Regions from separate parts of the Mus musculus genome. Here regions 2, 3, 4 and 5 are each linked to region 1. Evidence: chromatin contacts called from public HiCAR-type, HiChIP or PLAC-seq, capture Hi-C and promoter capture Hi-C data. All regions are on one chromosome and are shown on one strand. The core of a region is the stretch at or near the end of the contact, and the rest is flanking DNA. Distances in the headings are between cores, read along the strand shown. Region 1 holds the start of Inip (INTS3 and NABP interacting protein). Region 2 holds the start of Bspry (B-box and SPRY domain containing). Region 3 holds the start of Cdc26 (cell division cycle 26). Region 4 holds the start of Fkbp15 (FK506 binding protein 15). Region 5 holds the start of Slc31a2 (solute carrier family 31, member 2).

The links. Promoter capture Hi-C pulls out the DNA fragments that hold promoters and counts their contacts. HiCAR-type assays count read pairs that join an accessible place to other places. HiChIP or PLAC-seq counts read pairs in DNA pulled down with a chosen protein or histone mark. Capture Hi-C pulls out chosen DNA fragments and counts their contacts.
Region 2: a contact with region 1 is called in a capture Hi-C map of embryonic stem cells, with 9 times the contacts expected there. The contact joins the promoter of Bspry here to the promoter of Inip in region 1. A contact is called at or near these places in 3 of 39 promoter capture datasets (embryonic stem cells, liver and stem cell-derived epiblast-like cells), 1 of 115 datasets of contacts at active chromatin or transcription factors (stem cell-derived neural progenitor cells) and 1 of 9 other capture datasets (embryonic stem cells).
Region 3: a contact with region 1 is called in a HiCAR-type map of astrocytes, with 2.5 times the contacts expected there. The contact joins the promoter of Cdc26 here to the promoter of Inip in region 1. A contact is called at or near these places in 5 of 39 promoter capture datasets (cranial neural crest, embryonic stem cells, frontonasal cranial neural crest and 1 more) and 1 of 115 datasets of contacts at active chromatin or transcription factors (astrocytes).
Region 4: an H3K4me3 HiChIP or PLAC-seq map of stem cell-derived neural progenitor cells shows a contact between it and region 1, with 14 times the contacts expected there. The contact joins the promoter of Fkbp15 here to the promoter of Inip in region 1. A contact is called at or near these places in 2 of 39 promoter capture datasets (cranial neural crest and embryonic stem cells) and 2 of 115 datasets of contacts at active chromatin or transcription factors (astrocytes and stem cell-derived neural progenitor cells).
Region 5: a promoter capture Hi-C map of embryonic stem cells shows a contact between it and region 1, with 5 times the contacts expected there. The contact joins the promoter of Slc31a2 here to the promoter of Inip in region 1. A contact is called at or near these places in 1 of 39 promoter capture datasets (embryonic stem cells) and 1 of 115 datasets of contacts at active chromatin or transcription factors (astrocytes).

Annotation. Positions count from the first base shown.
Region 1 is chr4:59,782,570-59,785,148 of GRCm38.p6, reverse strand. It overlaps Inip (INTS3 and NABP interacting protein), which reads left to right and starts at 1,294. Exons shown (of 5, transcript NM_001013577.1): 1 at 1,294-1,421.
Region 2 is chr4:62,478,758-62,481,336 of GRCm38.p6, reverse strand. Bspry (B-box and SPRY domain containing) reads right to left here and starts at 1,270. Exons shown (of 7, transcript NM_138653.1): 1 at 900-1,270. The coding sequence starts at 1,244.
Region 3 is chr4:62,407,345-62,409,923 of GRCm38.p6, reverse strand. Cdc26 (cell division cycle 26) reads left to right here and starts at 1,299. Exons shown (of 4, transcript NM_139291.4): 1 at 1,299-1,372. Prpf4 (pre-mRNA processing factor 4) reads right to left here and starts at 1,141. Exons shown (of 14, transcript NM_027297.3): 1 at 1,023-1,141; 2 at 172-349. The coding sequence starts at 1,049.
Region 4 is chr4:62,359,308-62,361,886 of GRCm38.p6, reverse strand. It overlaps Fkbp15 (FK506 binding protein 15), which reads left to right and starts at 1,291. Exons shown (of 28, transcript NM_001045528.2): 1 at 1,291-1,517. The coding sequence starts at 1,465. Slc31a1 (solute carrier family 31, member 1) reads right to left here and starts at 1,186. Exons shown (of 5, transcript NM_175090.4): 1 at 1,044-1,186.
Region 5 is chr4:62,285,139-62,287,717 of GRCm38.p6, reverse strand. Slc31a2 (solute carrier family 31, member 2) reads right to left here and starts at 1,289. Exons shown (of 4, transcript NM_025286.3): 1 at 1,144-1,289. The coding sequence starts at 1,149.

The DNA.
Region 1 (2,579 bases), core at 45-2,544:
ATTGAACTTACTGTTTCAGTCCTGGACTGTGCATTGTAAACATTAGCAAACATCAATTATTATTTTAGAAATAAGGTTTAAGTAGTCAATACTGACCTTAAACTTGCTATGTTCCTTGTTCAAGCTACATACCTTGGACAAAAGATCCTCTTCCCACTAAATTCCCAAGGCTGGATTAAGAAGTATACACTACCATGCCCAATTTTATGTGGTGTGAGGTATCAAATTCAGGGCCTCCTGTGTCCTAGACAAGGACTCTACCAATTTAGCTACATCTCCAACATCCCAAATATTAATTAAGAGCACAGGTGCAAGTTGTGGAGAGTGGTTGATAATCACAGAACAAATACACCTTAAAACATATTTATGTCTTTTGCATTTCTGTTTATTTGTTTGTTTGTTTGCAAATAGGGTTTCTCTGGGTAGCCCTGGCTGTCCTGGAACTCGCTTTGAAGGTTGGCCTTGAATTCATAGAGCTATGCCTGGCTCTGCCCCCCCCCCCCCCCCCCCACGCCACCACCGCCTGGCAAACGCTTTTACGTCTTAAGGTAAACGTCTGGATTTAGCGTGAGGCTATGCAGCATAGGGTAACTTCCAGTAGCATCTTGGTGTGGCGTTCACTCTTTTGTTTGTTTGCTTTTGAGTCGGGGGTTTCTCTGTGTAATCCTGACTGTCCTGGAGTTTGCTATGCAGACCTGGATGGCCTCAAACTTCGAGAGATCCGAGATCCGTCTCTGCCTCCAAGAGTGCTGGGATCAAAAGCATGCCTCACTGCTCTCAGCCGACACTTTCATTTTTAAAATTCAGATTATGCACACTAGTGAAAACTTGTACCTATTTAGTGCTCACCTTGTGTATAATTATTGACTCAGACGGTAAACAACAAAAATATTCCTGGGATGGTTGTTAAAACCTGAAAGTGTGCTCAACCTCCCTCTGAAGCTCTACTGAAGTGGATTAACATCAGGGTTAAATAAATCCTGACAGACAGACAGACAGACAGACAGACAGACAGACAGACAGACAGCTAATCTCCTGCAAACCTGAAGGGGAAAAAAAAAGAATCAATTTAGGTGCTAGGGACCCTGCTCTATTCCTGCCAATCAGCGTTTGGCTCCGCCCCCAATTGTACGGCCTGCATCTCCCGTGAGCCTCTTCGACTGTCATTCTTCGGAAGGGAAACCCTTTCCGGCCGAAGAAACGCTTAAACTACGAATCACTTGGGGTAGCGTCCGTTGCGTCCAGTCGATAGGCGGGACTTCCGCTTCCAGGGGGCCCGTCAGTCAGGAGGCGGAAGTTGGTGCCGGCGGGAAGGTTGTAGCGCGGTGCATTGCTGCACTCTCGCCGGGTTCTGCGTGGGCGCGCCCCCCTGCACGGCTGCGACCGGACAGCGAGCTTTCTCCAGGCTCCTCGCATTCCGGGTAAGTAAAAAGGACTGGTGACGCCAAGAGAAGGGTGGCCCGAACGCTGGCCACGGGGCAGCGGCCTCGCGCGGCATAGTGTGCGAGGGTTTCTCACTTCCCGTTGGGTTTCGCCCACCCCGCGCGCGGGCGGGGACTCCTGGGTCACCCTGACCCTTTCTCAGGGTGGCCTTGATAGCCTTCGGTACGAGCTCGGCTTCGCCCATGCCGTGCTCCAGCCCCAGCCGTGGGAGACGCGAGTCCTTTCCACCCGGCATCTGCTTAGAGCTCGTGTCTTCGCTCAACAATAGTTCTCTACTTCCGCAATCCCGTTCGCGCCTTGTTTTGTTTTGAGTCAGGGTCGGGCTGTGTAGCCCTGGTTGGCCGGGTACTCGGGGTTCTTCTGCCTCATCTTCCAGAGGGCTGGAATTACCGCTATGCGCGGTCACGTTTTTAAAGAGCACATTTGTTAAATTAGTTTTCCTTCCCCCGCCCCCTCCATCCCCAATCCCGTGTGATTACTTGAATGAAACTCAAGGGTCGAGGAGTTTGTCTTGTGATTCCGGCGTGGCCAAATGCAAAACTTTTATTTCTAAACTTAGAGATGAGCAGGCTTGGGGTTGGAGAGGTGGCTCAGCCGGTAAGAGCACTTGCCCAAGCATTAGGGTCTGTGTTGGAATCTCCCGGCATCCATGGCCGAAGACAGACACCTGCACCCCAGAGCTGAGGGAAGGCAGAGACGGAGGATCGGTGAGGGTGGCAGCCTAGCTCCGGGCTCAGTGAGAGACCCTGTTTTCAAGGGAAGAAGGTAGAGAGTGATAGCACAAGGCATCTGATGCCTTTTCCTGCCCTGCTCACACATGCACCACACACACAAAGGAACCAGGAGTCCAGGTTTCCTTACTAGTTTTGTGACTGTTGGCCTCCACGTACATAAAAATGCTCATTAAAAAACATTTTTGGGGACACATCTTACACAATATATGGCGCAGAGTAGATACTTGTTAGGTTGGTTGGTTCTTTCTTTCCTTCTTTCTTTCACCAGCACAGCAAATGCTGGAATTTGTTTTTTAAATGAACGGAGAGTGCTTTTTATAGAATTTTATTTTTCTTCCTAGCACTGATTATGTGGATACTTTACAAAAGGTTGATATATTTGGTAAATACATCTTGATGATG
Region 2 (2,579 bases), core at 21-2,520, 2.7 Mb before region 1:
TTACCATCCTCCTGTGGGCCCTTTTCCTCGTCTGAAAAACCTTAGTTAGAACCCACGCTTCAGCCTGGATGGAACTCGATGATAAGTATCTAAGTCCTTAGGAATTTGTAAAAGCCTTACCCATGATGCAAGCTGATTTATATCAACTTTTCTCAAGTCTATTTTCACCATCCCTGAGTAACTGAACTCCACCGGCCCCAGTTTCCAGGGAGGTGTGTTTATTACAATCTGGTTTGAGTAGGTGATGTCCCCAGCGACAGCTCTCAGTGCACAGCAGGGCTCGGTGCCAGGGTGGGGTTGGGAGAATTAAGCCATTTAATCAAATTGCAAGGAGTTCCCCAGGGGCCTCAGCTAAAATGAAAGGAAGACGACGGCTGCACCAAGGTGACTTGGCCTCCAATCTCAGCAGCTCAGGGAAAAGGATCAGGGTGTAACTGGAAAATGACCAGCCTAGAGCCACACTGAACCAAGAGATGAGGAGACCTTAGGAGATAGAGTGCCCTGCTATTCTTCCACCCTATCCATCACTTCAATTACAGTCTGGCCAGGTTGGAAGGGAACTGGATCCCTCACCAGGAAACCTGAAAGGGGGGAGAGGGTGACTCTAAGTCAAGAGGTTAGGGGGGGACTAAGTTTTTACGAGGTCAGCTATAACAATCACGTGGTGTTATGAATGCCTAGAAACTACTGGTGAGAGACACCAAGCTTGGATCAGTGACTCACAGGGAGGGGGCAGGATTCAAACTCCGATCCAGTTTACTCCAGAGGTCACACCTTTAACCACCTCCTTCTGCAAGGGAAGCCACAGAAAAGCCACTATCCCCCACCCACCCACCCCGGTCCCTGGTCCCTGCCAGTTCCCCCGCCCCAAGAAAGTTCCCGGCCCCACGCCCGCTTACTCTCAGCTCCTCCGCGTGCTCCTCCGCTCGACGGATGCGGTGCCGGTGACAGCGGCCGCCAAACCCGGCGCAGGTGGCGCATACCGGCCGTCGCTCCGAGAGGCAGAACCAGCTCAGAGGCTCGAAGTGCTCGGGGCACAACTGGCTCCGCTCGGACCCCTGCTTCGGTCCCCTCCTCAGTCCGGATCGCGGCCCCGGCTCCGGCCCGGACTCGGGTCTGGGCTCCGGTCCCGGTCCCGGCTTCGGCCGGGACTCCGGTCGGGACTCCGGTCCGGGCTCCGGTCCCGGCTCCGGCTCCGGCCCGGACTCGGACCCGGACTCCGTCCCGGAGACATCCGCGGACATGGCCGAGAGCCGGAGGCCGCGCGCTCCACCTGTCGCAGGTACCGAGGGCGTGGCCCTTCCAGGCCCCGCCCTCTCTGGCTTCGCCCCTCCCAGGCTGCGCCCGCGCGCTGACCCACACCACACTGGTTCCGCCTGCATCTGTAGGCTGTGGTTCTTTATAGGATTAAGTTGTGTTGTGTCAGAGTTTTAAAAACAAACAGCTGGGAGCTGGAGAGATGGCTCAGCGGTTAAGAGCGCCGACTGCTCTTCCGGAGGTCCCGAGTTCAAATCCCAGCAACCACATGGTGGCGCACAACCACCCGTAACGAAATCTGATGCCCTCTTCTGGTGTGTCTGAAGATAGCTACAGTGTATTTACATACATTAAATAAATGGATAAATCTTAAAAAGAAAAGAAATACCTCAAGATACGTGATGTGTTTGATTTAAAAAAAACAAAAAACAAAAAAAAAAACAACTGACATTCTAGTGCCTATACGAATCTTTAGTAAGCAGTTACGAAGTGTCAGATTTTTTGCTAAATGCATTAACAGCGTGTTTGAGGGGCAGCTTTAGGCATGTGTCTTAAATACAGGCTCATTTCTCAGCTGTGCTTGACTGTTAAAGGGGGTTGAGGCGATCTCACTCTCATACTTGGGTTGAGGAGTATATAAATGAAAGCACATGAAATGAGTCAGTTATGGTGACACAAATCTGTAATCCCAACACTTGGGAGATAGAAGTGGGAAGATCAGGAGTTCAAGGTCATCCTCAAACATATAAGGTTCGAGGCCAGCTGGGTTACGTAAGACTTTGTCTCAAAGACACATTAAAAAAACAAAACAAACAAATAAAACAAACAAACAAACAAACAAAACACAAAAAACCAAGCTGTGAGTGGTGGCATGTGCCTTTAATCCAAGCACTCAAGAGCCAGTAGCTGGGCTGGAGAGATGGCTCAGCGGTTAAGAGCACTGACTGCTCTTCCGAAGGTCCCAAGTTCAAATCCTAGCAACTACATGGTGGCTCACAACCATCTGTAATGAGATCTGACACCCTCGTCTGGTGTGTCTGAAGACAGCTACAGTGAACTTACATATAATAAATAAGTCTTTAAAAAAAAAAAGAGGCAGAAGCTGATGGATTTCTGTGAGTTAGAGGCAGCCTGGTTTTACATAGCGAGTTCCAGGCCACCAGGACAGCCAGAGCTACAGAGGGAGATAGTCTTAAAACAAAACAAAGCAAAAAAGAAAAGTTATGAACAGTGTCAGGCACACAGCAGCTGCTCAGTGCTAACAGCAAAAGGAAAAACACTTATGACAATTTTTATCACATTTATTTATTTAGAGAGAGAAT
Region 3 (2,579 bases), core at 50-2,549, 2.6 Mb before region 1:
GGTCAAAGGTAAGAGACTGTGGGGGGTGGGGGGAGATGGAAATGTATGGCTCAGTGGCAGAACAGTTGCCTAGCATGCAAAAAAAAAAAAAAAAAAACCCGGGTTGGATTCCCAGCACTGTTTAAAAAAGGGTGTGTGTGTGGGGGTAATGACCTGCAATTTGCATCTTACCGGATGTTATATTAATATTTCCTGCTTCAATGCCGGCTTTGAGTCCTTCTTTTCCCAAAATCCCAGACTCTCCTTTGGCCAGGCGTTCCCGCTCTTTCTCTTCCAAGCTTCCATAGTAGATGTGTGGTTTCTTCACAACGGGAGCAACTAAATCGTCAGGCGCTTTGGTTTTGGTTGTCTGTTAAATCAAAGACCCGGACTAAGGTTTAGTTCCAGCAAACCATGCTTCCCAAAAGAATGAAGCTAACGCTGCACTTTCATCTTCTTTCCTCTCAAAACTAGAGGAGAAAGTCGAAACTGACTTTGTGCGAGTTAAGGCTCTTGTTAAGTTTGGCACACAAATACGACCAATCAATTTCTGCCTGAAGTGTCTTGGTTGTTTTGGGGCCCGTTACTTTAATCGACTGGAAAAGCAATCTCCGGTTTTACGAAAATAACTTCTCACTGCTGGGCAGACACTAAAAACAACCTAAACAATCAGGGTGGCTCTAGGTGCACCAAGTCACGATGTGACTGGAATACACATTTCAAATACTTTCAGAGCCGATTACAAGTTGGGAAGCCTCATCATAGTAAGTACGAGTCGGACAGCTTAAGTCAGGACACAACCCGATTCCAAAGCACCGTGTTTTGGAGCAGCCAGAAAGAGTGGTCTCTGCTCAGGACTTAAGTAAGAGCAGTGCAAAGAGAGCTGCAGCACACGAAGACATCAGGAAAAGGCTACTAAGGTCCACACTAGGGTCCCTCAGCTTTCCTCCTCCTCGGCCCAGACCCGTAAGGTAACGGCCCTTTCCCACGGGAACCCCCGGCCTCTCTAGGGCAGGCCTGAGCTTAGATCCAGAGCTCCGTACCGTGGAGGAGGCTCGTGAGGAGGCCATGCCGGGCGGCGGAGACGCGAGGCCCTAGCCAAATCCGCGTTCTACTTTTCAGACCGGGAACCGCGCGCCTAGCAAAGTGGAAGTGCGTCACTGGCCGGAAACGTATCAGAAACGTACTACGTGCGAAGTATCTTGGGAATGGTAGTTGCCAAAGGTCGGCTGGAGTCGAGGGGCGTGGCCTTACAGAGCTACACAACCTCGCGGGAGAAGAGGAGCATGGGAAGAGAGGCGCAGAGCAGCCTGGGAGGTGTAGTTTGGGCTGCGCAGCAATGGAGTCATGGTGGGAGTTGAGGTTCTGGGGAACTGCAGAGGCCTGAAAAGAGGTAGGTTTGCGGATCGCAACCATAATCTGGAACAAAACGAGGGTCTCTGTTATCCTTCGGGAGGCCTTCCGCCATTTCGAAGCTGAGGCCTGTGTTGCCATGGAAATCTCTCCCTAGACTTCTGCAGCCTTGGAGCTGGGAAAGAGGACTGTTGTCCACGACGGAAGTCCTTCGGGGGCCCCTCGTAACTCGGTGGCTACGTAATCAGTTTGGGCTTCAAGAAGATATTAAACTCTAAGACCTTCTAAGGCTAAAATAGAGATGTGGTGGAGGAGCTGCGGCCTAGTTTGTTGTGGGTTTACTTGTCTACAGCCTATTCTTTGTCTGTGTTCTTTGAAATAAAGGGTCCATGAAGGCTCCAGATAAAGAGCATATCAGCAGTAGTAGCTCCAATGAATGTTAGGCCATCAGAGATAAGGTTTTTTTTAAAAAAAAAATCCTTACATGAAAGTTGTGGGGGTTACAAAAATATGCGCGTTTGCCGAGCTGAACAGACTCACTTCCACACTCAAGGCCCTGCCCCGAACAACTCCAATTAGAAGAGCACTTCCTTTTCGAGGACTTACTAATGCCGAGTTACGCGCAACGAGCTTATTCTGTTTTAGTCATCTCAGTCACGGACAAGAGTACAAGCCCGAAAAAAACCAAAAAACATTCTGGTGAGAAAAGGTCGTTCTGGAGCCGTAGTAGTAGAATTAGTAACGTGGCAGGTCGCGAGCCGCCGAGCCGCGCTTTTAACTCGTACTCATTATTGCTCTCTAGTGGTGAGGCTTTCAGAAAGTTCCCTCGCAAGTAGGGAATTATTGTTGTTGTTGTTGTTTTTCTAAGTGTTTCTTCCTTTCCCCCTTGGAGCTGACTTCCATTTCTCTACGTAAGGATCTGGTAGAAAGTAGTATCTGATAGAATAAAGCAGTTTTGAAATGTCACGGGCCAGTGTTTTGATTAGATCACCCCTTGCTGTGCTAAGCCTCCTGAGAGAAGTGTAAATGTTTCCTATACATTGTAGTGTTTTGTTTCGTTCTGGATGCACGCAATAATAATTTCTATGAATGCACACTATAGCAAAACTTTCATGTAGATCACTATCATTTAGCTTTTTATTTTAGTGGTCTAAGTGTAACTTTGTTTTTTTTTTTTTTTTTAAATTATTTATTATATGTAAGTACACTAGCTGTCTTCAGACACTCCAGAAGAGGGCGCCAGATCT
Region 4 (2,579 bases), core at 42-2,541, 2.6 Mb before region 1:
ATTATTCAATCTAATAAAAAATTAATGAGAATCCACTGTGGGCAAGAAGACTTACAAGTTAGTAGTTCAAAAACTGTAATAAAAAGCCCCACAGGGGAAGTGCCAAGAGGTACAAAGTTCTCTGGGAGAGAGCTTCCAATCTCTTTAGTATCATCAGAAGAGACTAAAACATTCCGGAAAGGGACACTTACAGGATCAACCTGACTGGGAAGAAAACCAGAAAGAACTCCAATGAGAACTGTGGAAATGGACACTGGGACACACTATCTGCTTAGCCACAGCGTGGCTAAGCAAGATCGTTCAAAAAAAAAAAAAAAAAAACCCAAAAACAAAAACAAAACAGGCTAACCAAAGAAATATAGAAGAAAGACATGCAACAGAGTGGGCGAAAACTGGAGGCAGAAAAGTCAGCGACAACCAATGTTGACTTAAAACCTTGGCAACAAAACTCAGCTCAGCAAAACTGGATTGAGGACTTTCTACCTTCAAAGTCTCGTCCATCATCCACCCTCCCGAATATCCCAGCTCTTCTGGACCTCTCTTATCTGGACTTTAGAAACAGGGTCCTTTCCCAAGTCCTATGCCACACAGTCTAGTTAAGGGCCAGGCTTCCTCACTCATCAGCTCTCTAAACCCTGATACAAAGGACCAGGTCTGCTCTTCACTCTGTGTGACCTCGGACTAGTCACCCAAGTGGCTAGTTCTTCTGTCTTCTTGCCTGCAGATCAGTTTATTACGAAGAGACCCGGATCAGACTCGATGATTTCAGAGATTTAAAACCTTGAAAAAGCGCATATGGAGACACTGGACACGCGGTCCTTTGCGTAGATGGGGAAACTGAGGCACCGAGCACCCTGCCCTAAGGTCATAACAGCAATGTCGCTGTAAGATCCCTGCCACTGTTCGGCTCAGATCCCATGACTTCTAGTCCGGGGCTCTTTCTCCTTCCGCCCAGCTTAAGGGAGCTGCGGGGGGTCCAGGGTTCGGGAGGGAAAAGGACAGCGAACACGCCGGGTTTGGGAAAAGGAGGGGAGTGACCTTACCTTCACAGGGTAAGCCCCGCCGCCTTAGTCTTCCTCTCAGAACTGGATCCCCTAGTCCGGTACGGACTTCTACCAAGCCCCCGCCACTACTGCCCGGCTCGACGTGTCCCACGACCGCAGTAAAGGCCGCGGATTCCCGCCCTGGACCCGCCCCCTGGGTGATCCCACCAATCACCGCTCAGAACCTAGGAACTCCACCTCCTCGGAGGGCTGGTGAGGCCTTGCGTCACTGGGAGCTCACCTCCTCATTTGCCTTTGCTCCACCTCCTCCACCGCTGGGTCTCCTCTGGGCCTCACTACCCTGAGAGAGTTTGTCCTGCCGGAAAGCAGCTCGCCGCCACGGCGTTTTACGTTACCGGCGGTGACAGGCCCTGGGAACATCCAACTTCCTCCTCCCTTCAGCTGGGCGAAAGCCGACGTGATGTTCGGTGCCGGAGACGAGGATGACACCGACTTCCTCTCGCCAAGCGGCGGGTGAGTGATTGAGGAACGGGACCCGAGCGCTGGGCTGAGAGACTGGCGCGGTGGCTGCAGGGGTCGGGCTCTTCTCAGGCCGCTTCCCAACTTCCGGGTCTAGACAGACCCTCGGCGCGTTCCACCGCTCAGCCTTCGCATTCTGAGTAGCGGTGTCACCTCGGCCCGTCTGGGTTCAGGAACTGGAACCTCCCTTGACACCCTTTTGCTTTGTGAATCACACTTTCTCCAGTGAAATGGAGAGGATTGCTGGGGAGACTGCTTGCCTCGGAGTTTATATAGGAGTCAGCTCCTATAATAAATATACGAGCTGTAAACTCAAGAGACTTTCTCTTCCCCGAGAACAGGATGGTGACACTTTGAACCAGGACCTGGTGGGCCATCTCTGGCATCCTTCAAAGCCTACTTCAGAGGTTACCTTTTTGGTGATTCTTTGCTTTCACAGTCCCGGGAGGAATAGTCTGCTTCATCTTCCATATTTCCACAAGCCTTAGCACATGGAACCTACTGAAATCTAAGCCCTGACTGAACTGCTTATGGTTGCTCATTTCTGTCTAGGTCTCAGAACAGTAACTCCTGGTGCACATTGATTGCTCACGAAGTGCCTGCGAAATTATGCTTTTTAAGCCCTAAGGTGTAACGCCAATGGGAAAGACTATTCGTTTTCTTCTGCTTTCAAACATCATATATGCCATCTTGGGAGAGAAGTCTTTAACGGCAGGCTAGATCCACCCCACCCCCCCCCTTTAATAATTAGCTCAGTGTTTTCCCTTGCGTTGTCCTAGTGGACCTCATGTCTCCCTTCAGACTTGTTAACTGCAAAGCTCACATCTTTGCACAGCCCTTCTTTGAACGCCTGCTTTACAAGTTTTGTGCATAGTGATGAACCTACTTAAGAATGACTGACACATCATCCTACCAATAATGATTAGTCTCCTAGAATACTGGGCAGTCAATACAGGAGTGACCATAAGATGACTGGCTTTCTTTTGATTGTGTGTGTGTGTGTGAGAGAGAGATGTATGCATGTATGCATGTTGTGAACATCTTTGTTGAGGACAG
Region 5 (2,579 bases), core at 40-2,539, 2.5 Mb before region 1:
CTGCAGGGTGTCCTCACTCATAAGGAATGATTCATTCCACTTCCTACCGAGTTCAAAACTCCTGTTCCCCCTGCCCTTCCTCACTTCTGTATTTTGGCTAAAGAAAAGGATTTGAAATCAGCACACCCAGACTTAGGAAAAGGGACCGCAGCTTTCAGTTGGCAGGTTCTGCGGTGAGGTATGCAAGGGCAGAACCCTATCGAGTTCCCACTGGAGATAAATCTGCCTCTATGGCAGTTTATCGAGGCTTTATGCAGGGCGGCACCTCACAGAGGAGGGACCGTAGCCAAGAAAAGAACCATTCTCAAGACTTGATTTTTTTTTTGTTTTTTGTTTTCCTTTTATTTGTGGTTAAATTTAAAGAAAAGTGCCTTCGTTTTTAACCAGACACCAGAAAAGGATGGAGGCCTGTGTGGTGCTGCTGACTGCCTGGAGACCTTTGTTAAGGGTTTCCCATCCATTTCCTGTACTAATGGATCTGCAGGAGGTGGGACGCCTCTCCACCAAACAGCCTGGCTAGACTTCCTGTCGTACATTCAGACACCTTTGTGACATGAAGAAACAGAGGATTTCCTCAGAGAGCAGAGTCTTGCAAGCTGTCATTCTCTGTCTAAGAGGAACCTCACCAGGAAAACACGTCTGTTGAAAGCCCTACTTTCGGATTCATAGGAAAGATTGGGAGGTGGGGGAGTAACTGGGTCCATGTTAAAGAAACAGTTCCAGGAACCTGCCCAGGACAGGCCGAGCCGGGGGTGGGGGTGGGGGTGGGGGTGGGCGGGGGGAGTGTACTCAGGGGCTGAACCCTGCGGGACCACCCTTGGAGGAAACCTTTCCGGAATGCCCTAAATCTGGTTAGAGCCCGGGAAGGGACCGCGGACAGCTGTCCTTGCTCTCCAACCCACCTGCAGCGTCCCAGCTGGGGCTGGCCTGGCTGTAGTGACTGACTCCTACCTAACAGAGAGGGACAAACTTCCAGAGCCACAGCTAGCTTTTCCTGCCGCGCTCCCCAGCCCTACTCCTGCTGTGACAGCGGCGATGACACATTCCCCCCCACCCCACCCCGGGGTCGAGAGCTGCGAGGATCTCCAGGGTACCGCCCAGCCCGTCCACCTTCGTCCCCTCCGCTGCACAGCGCAGACTCACCGGCATGGTGAGCACACTAGACGGCCGCCCGGGTCGCGTCTGTCCGCTCGCTGCTCGGGACTCAGCCCGGGACTCTACTCAGGACTCTACTTGGGACTCGACTAGGATTGCGGCTGCTACCGCGCCCTGGCCACGCGAGTCACGTGGCCCGGTGAGGTGGCGCGCGGGCGCCTGGGAGTTGTGGTCCTCACTCGCGCGCCACCTCACGGCCCAGGCCACGCCAACCGCGGGGGACCCACGCGCACAACCCCTGAGTTGTGCGACATCTCCGAAATCCCCAGCGGCCCAGGCAACCTGTAATTGACCTTGCCTTGGCAATTAGCATGAAAATGTTTATTACTTTTTGATCAGATATCTCGTTAAGCTTAACACATGTTGAGTGCAAAATTAAAAGGTTCATCCCAGGAACACAAAAACAACAAATTAGGAGTGCATTAAATCAACTACGCCCTAGACGCTCCCTGTCGCCACTTTATCTTCTACAATCTGATGAGCACACAGCAGTGCACAGTTGTAATTTTCTTTCTGTGTACATTCTCACAATGATTACGTTTCTATATTGCACAAGGTTTTCATCTTCCTTGTAGGTAATTTAAAAAATCTTAGTTTATTTGGGCTACATTAACAAACTATAATAGACTGCGGGCTTATAAACCATGGACATTTGTTTCTCACAGTCCCGAAGTCCAAGGTCGGGGCTCAGATTCCATTACACCCCAGGGCTGCTTTCGGCTTACGGACTGCTTTTTTCTCATTCTCCCTCACACGCACTAGGCTGTATTTGTTTTCTTACTAGGTTGATAAACTTTTTCTCTCGTTAGTATTTCCATTGCTTTTTTTTTTTTTTTTTTTTTTTTTTTTTTTTTTTTTGGTGTGTGTGTGTGTGTATTGTCTTTTCATCTCACTGATTTAATTTTATCAGGAATATATATCAAACTTTTAACATTAATTCTTTCCCTAACATCAAGAATCTTTCATATACGTTCTTAAACACACTTGGCAATCCTTTGCCAACCAATCTGCCCATATGTTCCCCTCAAAGAACTCTGACCAAGGGTTAGCTGAGACACTGAGACTGGAGTCGGACATCTCAGCTCAAATCCTGAGTTCTGGAGTATTAGCCATGAGGCCTCAGATAAACAGCTTTATACATCTAAGGCTCAGCTTCCTGATCAGATTTAAAAATAAATATATACTAGAGTCTATGTCACATAGGTGTTGAAAGACTTAGATGAAAACACAGGTTGAATTCTCAGCATTAAACCTGGCAGTGGAGCCTTGTGTGATAAATGGAAGCCATTGTCATGATTAACAGCAAATATTTCCACCCTGTGAGAGAGCCACCTGCAAAAGGTTAAGCTCAGGGTCACACAGAGTTTGGCCAAAGCTAAGGGGAGTTGTACAGCCTCAGAGAAAACATATCTGCAGGACTCACA